Regions from separate parts of the Bombyx mori genome. Here region 1 is linked to region 2. The links are chromatin contacts, called in public Hi-C maps. All regions are on one chromosome and are shown on one strand. Each heading gives the region's core, a stretch centred on a gene start, on an enhancer-like site or on the middle of the called end of the contact. The rest is flanking DNA. Distances are from core to core; before and after follow the strand shown.

Region 1 (6,118 bases), core at 909-3,408, 78 kb after region 2:
TGGCTGACTCCAAATAACCATTTTTATATGTCTGAAGTGTCTGAACAAGTCAATTTGAATTTTAATTTATTTGAATTCCAAAAACTACTTTTTTTTTCTAGGGATCAATCTTAATGTTAATTTTAGTTTGAATTTTTTATTGTTTTAAATGAGTAGGCGTGGTAGTGGACAGACTTGTGCTAAGAGAATATTTCAAGTTGAAATCTTAATGTCAGTCATGACGAAACTTACTTGTGCGGGCGTACAGCTAAAAATGTAGTTAATTTGCGTTCCCTACACAATATTATTTATTTATCGTGAAAGTCATCCTTGAAGAAATATTCATTAACAGAAAATACTTCATAAGGTATAAGATTAAAGAAACGAACATTAGCCCAAATTTATTCGTTTTATACAAACCTTTTTTTTTTATTGTACCTGATGGTTGAACGAGCTAACGGCTAATCTGGTGTTCAGTGACCGGCATATATATGTCTATATATACATCACAACATACATACTGCTCATCTTGAGCCATGACATGGAAGTCTAGTTTGTATTGCACAGCGGCTGTACTAATTTTGAACCTACAATGCTACTGGATAAAAATTTGCAATGGTTTTGTCCATGCTATATGATCCCCCTTACAGTTAATGCATATCCACGGAAATGGAATAATATGTATTGTAGACGCGAGATAAGCAAACTACGAAAATATTTGAAATTTGGTCGTTGCAAATGAAGGACACAGACTGCGGGAAGAAACGATAAGAAGCGGCAGTTCTGCGTTAAAGGAAGGATGCACAATACCTTTATGTAGTCCTTACTGCAGACTCGTACCACTTCGCGATGAGAAACACCAACGATTTCACTTATTTACGTATTTAACATACCAAAGACACGAAGTGCGCGCGCGGTTGTTCAGCCATATTTTTTTCGTCTCGATGTCACCACACGATCTCGCTCGCACGCGTCCGTAGGTAAAAGTGCCGGAGAGGGATGGGACAGGATTTGCAAAACCAAATTAAAATGTTGCTAATTTTCGAAACTTAAAACTAACAGTTTTAAACCAGCGCAACCATGTATATATGAGTTATTTTGGCTTCCGGATCAGAATCCTTCCCGTCGGTATTTCCCCTGCCTAATCGTTGGTAACGTATGTGGCTATTTTAACTGCGCGCTAACTCGTAGGTGAGCTCAAGGGGTCTCAACGTTAAAGGAATTGCTAATACTAGCTCTAGCAAGATCGGTGCTTCACTGGATCTGCCACCGTTTTTTTTATTGCTTTGACATGTGGACGAGCTTAGGGCCCACCTAATGTTAAGTGGTTACCGGAGCCCATAGACATCTACAACGTAAATGCCGCCACCCACCTTGAGATATAAGTTGTTAGGTCTCAGTATAGTTACAACGGCTGCCCCACCCTTCAAACCGAAACGCATTACTGCTTCACGGCAGAAATAGGCGAGGTGGTGGTACCAACCCGTACGGACTCACAAGAGGTCCTACCACCAGTAGCTGTCATATGTCTAATACAGGTTAGTCAGTCGCCGTGCAAGCTTCTAAAGCGAGCGAACTATAGAAACCCATAGACCGGCAACCGTTTTAGGAAAACCATTCAAAATTCAGTGATTTTCCACAAAACGTGGAACTCTATGGTATCATGCTCCCATTGCGTGTCACATCACGGGCACTCGCCGAGTTCGTGATCTTTAAAGCGATTCACTCCAATGTGAAATTTTTAGCGACCTTAATAACACATGTAAATATCCTTTTTCTAATGATCTAATTCTATCAAACGCTACCATTTAACACTTCGATGAGTTTGAATGAAGATATCTCGAAATTAAATTCGATGTGGTCGTGAGACATTAGTACGTTTTCAATTAACAGTTCGAATACTAAACTTGACCTTAGTTCTGATGGTTAGTTCCTTTTTTAATATGATGATGATGATGTTAGGCAAAAGATTAGAAATAATTTAAACCTAAATTAATTAATTAAATCCTTGGTAAGTCCCCCTGAGGTCAGGGCGGTAACCGTCCCGTCTGGTCACTCAGGTAGTGCCGCTAGTGTCCCGGGATACTCCGCTGGGTTGGAGCTATCTGGCCGGGTCGGAACGCGATACTCCGCCAACCGGTCGCTCTTATGTTGTCACTCCTGGGCGGCGCACTGGTGCAAGTAGCGCCGTTCGGCCTTGACCCCCTCAGCGATGGGTCTTGTCTTATGGCCACGTGTACTGTAGTATTGTAGTGTACCCATATAAAAATAATATAAAAATGGCCACTAAAAACAAACAGACTGGCACGCTGGCGATCGGCGCAATGCGGTCCCAAATTCGTGGGTCGGGGCGAGGCAACAGACTAGTACACCATATTATGCAATGGACTGCACCACCCCGACATGGGGGCGACGCACCACCAGATCGGGGCCTCCGAAATTTGAAAGAAGCTGGCTCAACGACCCGGTCGTCACCATCAGCCGAGGGCCCAACTTTATGATATGAGTTAGTTTTGATATTAGAAACTTTTTGATATGAGAATGGTTTGAAAAGTTCCGGCGACCGTCCAGGTCGAGACCAAGACCAAGATACCTCAAGTTGGAAACCCCGTCCTTGATATTAAGTCCTGTAGATATGAGAAAAAAACTATATAATTTTCCCTACCTAATAGTTGGTAGCCTAAGGGGCCATTCCAACTTCGCGCGGACCGGTAATTTCCAGTGATTGTAAATATCATGTAAAGTGTATTGAAATGACTTAAGCATTTTTATCTCGATATAAGAAATGCTCCTGAAGTGATAGAAACCGTTAAAATATGACCAATTGAGTAAAAAAAAAACGACACGCGAAGCCATTTAGCACGAACAAATTTACAAATATTCATTTTTACACATCAAACTCAGCATTACTTTAAAATTCGGTTTATTTCAACGTGTAATAGTGATAATTGAAGATCTAACAAAAATACGTGACGCTACACTTATCATTAAAAACTAGATCTGTCATACAGTTTCAATGTAGGTGACCATGTAAACTGGTTATAGTCTCTTAAAACTGGTTCTTCCACTTTAGCGGTGTTTTAGGTCTGCGTTGACAGTTTTCATTGACCCTTCAATCCAACACACCATTTTTTTTCCTACTTATGCTGATAGCCTTGAGAGGCTATTTCAACTTGTCCTTGACGTGTAGGTGAGCTCACAGGGCTCAAACCGTAGTGTTGCTAACACTGGCCCTAGCAGCAAGAGCAAGAGCAGTACTTCGCAGAATCTACCACCGGATCGGAAACGCGACCCACTGAGAAGATCCGGCTAGAAACTCAGTGGGTTGTGTCTATGGGCTAATTTACTCGTCGAACCCTTCGTCGCAAGCGACGGGTTCGGCGAGGACGCTGAACGGGCAACGCACTGATGTTTAGTCCCAGTGTGCGGAAAAGAGGAACCTAGCTTGCTTTAGCTTCTGGGTTGATTATTAGCTGGTATTTTTAATGTTAAATTACTTTAGTGCTGTACTTCAGTATATAATCCTATTTTACATTGGGATTTTTTAAAATTTCGGATTGGGAATTTTATGTTCCCTTTAAAACATTGCTAAAGCTGAAAAATGCCTCATATGCATGACACATCTACTGATGTTGCTATCAGCCGCGCATAGAACAAATTGAAGACGGTTAAATTTTCGACTGATTGTGGATTATTTATCTAGGAACGCAAGATTTAATGATGATAATGATGAATTAGAGATTATTTTAAATACTTGTAATTAGAGTGACGCACAGTATCAATCGTTTTATTTGAAATTCATATGAATTAATTTGGATTTCTTTCCTTAAAATATTCATGAATTGTTTATACATATTCGACGTAAGTTATCTATACATCTCTACCAAATTATAATCACGAATATTTTAAAAATAATTTTATCAACTCTTGACGTGAGTTATATAAAAAATGAATAGTTTTTAAACTAACGATCTACGTGGGACGCTTACGAAATCCATAATGAATTTTCCTCCCATTATATTTCACTACGATGTTTATTGCTCTATAAACTGTTAAGAGTGCCTCAAAAGCTTTTAATATCAAAGAACATGACCAATGAAACCATTTTTCTTGTTGAATTGACGCTTCAGCTAGGCAAAAGGGATTCTCTTGAAGGCGTCCGTGGTTAAACACCGATCGAGGGTCGCATTTCATTCGTGCTCAATTGTGCGGAAACGCAAATCTATCGATTATCGATATAATGACTCGGCCGGGAGTTTTCGACTCTCGATAGTGGTAACATTCGATACTTTACGAAAGGGATCTTTGTTTGCTTTGGGCCCCAATCAATGAGAAAACCGTATAGGATTAACGAAGACTTCAATCGTATAAGAATAGGTTTAAGTAGAGTATGCTTTTTGTACACTATTATAAATATATTAAAACCATTAAAATTAAAAAAATATATATATTTAAACATTAAAATTATAGAGGCAGTTTTTTCGCTAATAACCTATAATTAGCATTTATAGGATTTAGATTTTATATTAGATTATTAGAAGATATTAAGTATATATATTAAATTAAATCGCTGGTATCTAGATAAATCTGTATATAAATTGTATTTCTTACAAGTGAAACACGATTTGGCTCGACTATAAAACTCACTAACTGTATGTATAACAATGAATAAATCGCTTCACCTATTAAGCATTGACGGAACTACCTTTTTTCTAAGCCATCTAAGCCTTCTTACCATCTAAGCAATAAAAAAAAGATAGTGACTGGCCAAAATATGCGGAGTATCGATAAACATATGTGCACGACTAAAAAAAAGAAATATACATCGCCGTACATATTTTTACGAGAAAATATTTTGTCAACATCATTGGCATTTATTTGAGTTCTTTTTTGAAAACTCCCTACAAAATCAATCATTTATATTCAAGCAGGTTCTGTTTGATTTAATTCATAATATAGTTTTAGTATCGCTCATTTATTATTGAAATTTTTTACATAAATAATTTTAATCGTTTTGATCAAACCAGTTTCCCAAAAGTCAAGGACCGGAACATCTGTCTACTAAAGCAAATTTAATAAAATGTTTTTAAATAAAAAAAATAATAATAATACATTTGGAAGATTAAAATTAAAAACACGTTCATCTCCACTTTTTTTTTTCTGGCCGGTGGCCGAACCTCCTACGAGGTCTCCGTGCCTAGGTGGCGCGCGGGGTATGTGGGACTTGACTATCTGCAGATGTCGGGAGCAGACCGCAGACGCAGGACGTTTTAGGACCCTACCGCCCTAAATGACTCCCCCGCACTCTTATACCCGACGTCCGATCTCCGCCCGGGGTCAGAACCCGGTCAGAGTAAGGGGGTTCTCATGGTCAACACTACAACCACGCGGCGCCACCTCGAGGACGCCCGACCGATGGTTCGTCGAGGCCATAGTCGAAGACCCACGATGCCGGTCTCCGTGATACGACGGCCCTAGCAGGCCGCCCAGTCGATGCCTCTGGTGTTCCGTGATACCCCGCTGGGTCAGAACCAGCGAACCGTCGTAGCGACGACAGCGTAGCTACGACGGTCCGAAGCGACAAGCCCGGTCCTATTTTTGCAACCAGGACGCCCGGGGCAGTACGCGAGCGTGTGCTCCGTCGTGTCCTCGTTGCAGCCACTACAGTTGTGGAACTTCGGCGTCGGCTCCCTCCGGGCGACGAGGTGCAGGTAGCGATCGAAACAATCATGCCCCGTGAGTACCTCCGTCGCTCGGAAGGTGAGAAGTCCTCGGTCGCGATTCACCCAGTCCGAGAGGACCGGGCGGATCGCCTCGACGATCCTTCGCCCGTAGGCGGGGTACGCATCCGGGGTAAATATAATTTCATGAGTAGGTACTGAATAAGTTAAAAATATTTGTATTTTGATTTTTATCATATGTTTCATAAGCAAGGATAATGTTCCATCGACTTTTACCTTACGTTTAACAATAATGTAGAGATGTCCTATCAGCTCATCTCCAAATTTCCCCCTCTGCTCTGTAAATCGTTAACTGAAATTCGTACCGCAGTAGCCAAATTTCCCCCTCTTCTCTGTAAATCGTTAACTGAAATTCGTACCGCAGTAGCCAAATTTCCCCCTCTTCTCTGTAAATCGTT
Region 2 (6,146 bases), core at 2,109-4,608:
CCTAAATATTATTTTTGTTTGACCACATTCTGGCTATAATTTCATTTTCTTCTGGGACATTAAGTTCGATTTGCTTAATGGTTTTTTTTGGGTCATTTATTTATAACAGCGTTCTGCTTTATCTAGTATTTTGTCTTTATTACACTAATTACTATAAATTGTTTGGAATTCATTTTCACTTGAGTGGACCATTAAACTATTATTCTAATGTGTTGAAACGAAATCGCTTATTGTTAGTGTAATTGTATTTGATTACTAATAATAAATAATTTGTCAAATTAATAATATGATCGTATTTAATTTTGATATTAGCGGGTGATGGGATCGCAAATCCAAAAATCAATGCGACCCACCCGCCTATATTGTCACTATTCTAGAGTATTAAATCACTTTTTCGAGGAACAAATCTAGAATGAACATTCAACAAATGTTGAATTTCTGATACTGAGAATCTTTAGCTTTCTATGATACAGCAATCACGCAGTGTGTAAAAACAGGATTTTTCTGCTTATTGTAGTAGTCCCAAAAACGAAAGCATTCGAAATTTGATAAAATTTTACAAAAGAACCGTTCCTTTGATACGCTTTATTGACAATTAATTATAAGAAAGCCATTGAAGAATTCAAAACGGCGACTTCAGAACAATTTCCTTTAACAAACAATCAAATTATAACACTACACTGAGTATTCGTTACCTCTTTAGAGAACAAACTAGCAATTATGAATATTTAATTCAATTAAGGACGGTGAATGTATTTTATTTTTATTTTTTTCCTTACCTAATTGCTAGTTGGCAGTTTAAGGAGTTATTCCAACTACTTATACTACTACTACTACTACAACAACCTCATAGACTTTGGCTACCACTAGCACAATGTATTACTAACATTGCCGTCAATGTAATAAACATCATAAACATCCAAACAAAATAGTATGTCATTGTATCCATGCAAGATAGATTGGTATTTTCAATAAATTATTTGCTGCATTCTATGTGTTAACGAATCAACGTCGCGTCATACATTGATGGCTGTGATTGGCCAACGATGACGTCATATCGCACGAACCAATAGCAAATCAGGAAACGCAATAGTGGCACCAACTGTCAAAATTAAGAAAAAAGATGGACGCGCATGTCAATTCTATTTTTGTAAAATAACTAAAACCAATTTAATTTGTATTTGAAGAAGTAAACGCATTTATTCAATTTCCTGGCCACCTCAAGATACCTATAAGAAATAAACATACATACGTCTTTATTTATTTATTTTATTATTATTATTATTTTATTATTATTAACGCAATACTATGCTCTTCAAACGAGGCTAAAATCAGTCCCCAGGCTTGGGCAGCTTGGCTATCTCCCTATTACTGACAGGACCAACTCACCACTACATAGACTTTAGGGTCACTGACTTCGAAGGCAATAAAAATGGCGAATTAAGGCTTAAGGAAATTTATGATCGAATTTCTGTTAATCCTGGAAATCAGATTACCGATTCCAATTTTACAAGCCCTTTAAAATGAAAACGAATTATGATATTGACCCGGCGTTATAATCTAAGTTAGAAATGAAGCTAAACGAATTTTCTCAATTCATTCACGAACCGAGGCGAGGTATTGACTCGTATTTATTAAAAAAAAAGATGTGTGGTCTCGTGGGACACCGGATAGGAACGAAGTTAGTTTCTTATTATAAAAATATTAATTTTAAGTTCTATTCGAGGTATAAAGAAAATAATTATTCGGGTATACATTTTTGGAGTTTACTCCTTTAGAATCGATTTACATATATAGGCCCGGGGTATGAAAATTATGGGGACCAAAATCGTACTAGCATGTCACACGAAATGCGTTATGCGCCTGATTGGCTCCTGATTGCGTGATGCGTGCGCGCGCCAATCAGGAGCCAACGCGCGGCCGCGTTATCGCAGGTGACGCCGGGCTGCTGCGCCGGCAGTCCGCCACAAAGCCTCGTACTGATCGCGCGTTTCTCTCATTATTGTATTTTCATATATTTGTTAGTCGTTTGTTTTGTGTCTCGTTAATTTGTTAATAATCTGTAGTGTATCGTGTTGTCGTAATATAGAACTATTTCTCGTATTGTTTCGTTTAATTTTTTATATCCAGTAAACTCCAGTCGTGCGTCGGAGCGGACACACACACTTTTTTATTATGATTTTTTATTGATAAAAAAAACTACTTTACAAAGTTATCAACTTTATTTTATTCACAATGATTTATGAAAAATATATAATAAAAATATGCTATTTTTTGTACGTTACTACAAAGTTAAGTCGTACACTGTGTGCATTACTAATAAAAATCTTACGTTACGGACGTTTTTTCCCGGTTAGGGTACCCCTCCGCATCGTCCCATAAGGAACTTCGTTCCAAAAACTTTATTTTTACAGACCAACATATTGAAAGTCTTATTTAAAATTATATCAATAAGTACAATTAGATGTTCATAGATCTTATATTTCTTTAACCGTTTTTAATTATAAATGTATATATATCAGGAGTCTCGAATAAAATGAAGTATCGCTCACTTAGTCGTCGGGTTCATCGTAATAATTGCTGTTATTAAATTTTGTACCCGGATCCTTCCCGTTCGAATTATTAAAGCAATAATTATAGTGGATCAGAATTTGAAACTATGATTATAAAATTAGAAATTAAATTTCAAAATTTACACTTTACGAGACTGTAAAATGGTTGTGAAAGTAAATCATTTTTCATAGATTACTATACATGGCTATGTGGTGTCCACTTCGATAAAGCGGCACGACACGAGAACCCTCTCATCGTAGCCGCCGGTAACTACATTCCCGATCCTGCGGACAGAATGGAAAGCAGTCGACGTCGCCCCAAACACGGCATTTCGGATCCTCCCGATCCACTAACGGTGCTTTTAGGTACCTCAAGCACCGGTCATCGTTCTCGTCGAACCCGTCGCTTGCGACGAAGGGCTCGACGAGTAAATTAACCCTCAAACACAGCCCACCGAGTTTCTCGCCGGATCTTCTCAGTGGGTCGCGATTCCGAGCCAGTGGTAGATTCTGCGAAGCACTGCTCTTGATAGGGCTAGTGTTAGCAAATTCTCTAAAGTTGATTCCGTGAGCTAACCTACCCGTCTGGGTGTAGCTGTAATAGCCCCATAGGCTACCAGCGAATAGCTAGGAGAAAAATCAGTCAACAGAGACTTTGAAGTCACTTGTATTGGACATCGTACCATCTAACGCGCCATATTCATATTACGATTCTTACCTGTGCAATTTGATCGAACCTCCCGAATAGTTCGTTCAGAGTCTTCACCAGGTCCGATGCGCTGAGTCGTTCCGACAACGGCGTGAAGTTCACGATGTCGGCGTACAGTATGCTGACGTTGTTGTGCCTCTGCACGTGCATCTTGTGGAAGCGTGTCTGCTTCGACGTGTCGACGCACGCGTCCGCCATTTTCAGCATAATCGAACGTTTTACCTGCCAACAATGTATTCAAAATGAGCGGTCAAGTGTAAATTCTTGCATAATTTTTTTTTTATTGCTTACATGTGTGGACGAGCTCACAGCCGGTGTTAAGGGGTTACTGGAGCCCATAGACATTTACGACGTAAATGCGCCACCCACCAAATGAGATATAAGTTCTAAGGTCTCAAGTAGGTATAGTTACAACGGCTGCCCCACCCTTCAAACCGAAACGCATTACTGCTTCACGACAGAAATAGGCAGGGTGGTGGTACCTACCCATGCGGACAAGAGGTCCTACCATATGTCCTATCATATGCTAAAACCCGTAACAAACATTATGGTAAAACTTTTATACACTAAATTCAATTGAGAAAATATGCTCTGATCTTCTTGCAGGCGCTTGTGGCAACCAAATAACCCATTATTATGTACCTAAATCATTCAGATGTAGACAGATAAAGCTGTTATGAGAGAATACAATAATAAAATTAAATGTTATTGACATGAAGAAATACATGTCTTGAATCGAGAATTCCTTCCATTAGGTCCGCGAGCATGTTTATTTGTGTCTATGCTGTAAATAAACACGAGGTGATGTTTTACAAAAAAAATAATTAAATACAAATTAACGTTTATTGAAACGCGTATTGGTTTTCTTATGGAGTTCACGTTTTCAAAGCCCCTTAAATAGAGAGAGGGCGTGCGGTGTATGTGGGACTTGACGTTCTGCAGATGTTGGGAGCAGACCGCGGCCCCAAAGACGTCTTAGGGCCCTAGCGCACGAAGCGATTCTCCTGCGCTCTTACACCCGACGTCCGATCTTCGCTCGGGGTCAAAACCCGGTCAGAGTAAGGGGGTTCCGGCAGTGAACTTTACAACCAGACTCACGGCGCCCCCCGGACGCCCGACGGACGAGTCATCGAGACGATAGTCGACGACCAACGACGCCGGTCTCCGCGGTACGGCGACCCTACCAGACCCTACTAGACCGCCCCGGCAATGCCGCTGGTGTTATAGGATACCCCATAAACTTTGTTTATTTTTCACTTATATAATGGATCCTCGGCACTTGGAGCATATGCATCATGAAATTATTGAAAAATATTTAGAACGATTTCTAAATTCTCTTGAGAGTGACCTCAAAAATATTGTTTACCAACCTCAAGACACGGTTAGTGTCCTGAATTGTCATAACCGTATCACCGATTAGCACATTTTGAACGCATGCTGTATGAAGGTTAAGCTCAGTCTCACAAATTCAAGCTATTCACTTTTCGTGAATCGTAAACATAATTAAAACTATTTTTACGGTTTTAATTTCGCGTTTTCTATTGTCCTTTTAGCTTTTTCCGACTCTTCGAATATTACTTTACAGTTTTCGTAGTCACGGACGTCTAAAGTTTAATTCCTCCAGTTTTCGTCCATCGTCCTAACTACCATTTAGTTTTTTATTTTAATTTAATTAAGAATAAAATATCTATTGACTTTATTTACTGGGAAAAACGTGACATACCACAGAAAATTATTAATCACTTAAATCGATTACCCTGTGGCGGGTAGCTATCATACAACACAAGATATTTGACAGATGCCTGATAATCGACATTGTCAAGATAAGCTTGCATATACACCTACAAGTTCCGAACAGCTACGTTCGGGCCTTCGATCTACCGAGCAATATCACCCGCTCAGTGGAAGATCTTCGCCTCCGCTTCCTCATCAAAAGCGAAGACATTTAATTATTTTTTTTATGATTGAAGGTTTACTGGTGGCCCTGAGGCCTTTCCAGTTTCACCAGGACAGATGGGCAAGCAAAGGCTCAGCCAGGAGAGGTGGGATTTGCTAACAGCTGCCCGAGCGCCTCCGAAGGTGACCTAACAACTCAAGAGCAGTTGCTTCGCGAATAAATCTACCACCGGATCGAAATCGCGACCCGCTGAGGAGATCCGGCGAGAAACTCAGCGAGCTGATGCATGGGTTAGGTTGCACGTCGAACTCTTTGCCGAGTTCCACAAGTACGCTATACCACAGTCCCTAAGCCTGCTCCGAGTGTTAGAGCTGAAGGCGTCTAATGCAAAGGTTATTGGATCTGATGAATCTATAAGGACGTGTCTAGGGCGTCGACGGTGACTGGCTCCTGCGTGACGCATAGCCTTATCGAAGTACCGTTCCGACGCTGACTTCATGTATTTCCTGATCGATTCAAGGCCCAGGTCATCGTGTAGGTCAACGTTCCTCACGAACCACGGAGCTCCGACAGCTAACCTGCAAAAGCGGGATTGTAGGGTTTGGAGATTTTTGAGTTATGCATAACAAAATACGAAATGCGGCATCGAAATCTCGATTATACTGTCGCATCGGTAATCCCGCCTACTAAGCCAGGATGTACGATATTTTCACAGCATACCTGATGCCATGTTTGTGCCATTCCGTTTTTATATTTTTTACAAATTCGAATCGAATCCTTATTTCTCCATCTTATTCCCATATCACAATAGTTTCTTTATCGCAACCGTTAGCACGAAGTTGCCAAATTTGAATCGCTGCATCTTCGCATCCCACGACACGAGTGTACCGGGCGTCTTACCCATTTGCTCGCTTGCGCGTCGCTCGGGTTCATTAGTTTAATTTACAGTTTCTGACGTACGAATATTTACGTTCGAGAACACGGTCAT

Evidence for each region. A called contact is a pair of places that touch in the nucleus more often than the background predicts.
Region 1: a Hi-C map of midgut shows a contact between it and region 2, with 1.8 times the contacts expected there. The contact joins two enhancer-like sites. A contact is called at or near these places in 2 of 7 Hi-C or Micro-C datasets (midgut and whole pupa).

Annotation. Positions count from the first base shown.
Region 1 is chr11:18,201,438-18,207,555 of ASM3026992v2, forward strand. The region is part of intron 5 of LOC101737606 (adenylate cyclase type 2); the gene reads right to left. Among protein-coding and RNA genes, the nearest start is that of LOC101738865, 63 kb to the left of the region's middle. Within about 2 kb of position 2,159, at least 5 of the 8 cell types and tissues checked have open chromatin away from gene starts, as enhancers often do.
Region 2 is chr11:18,122,598-18,128,743 of ASM3026992v2, forward strand. LOC101737606 (adenylate cyclase type 2) reads right to left here. Exons shown (of 25, transcript XM_012696130.4): 6 at 3,271-3,483. Among protein-coding and RNA genes, the nearest start is that of LOC101738865, 16 kb to the right of the region's middle. Within about 2 kb of position 3,359, at least 5 of the 8 cell types and tissues checked have open chromatin away from gene starts, as enhancers often do.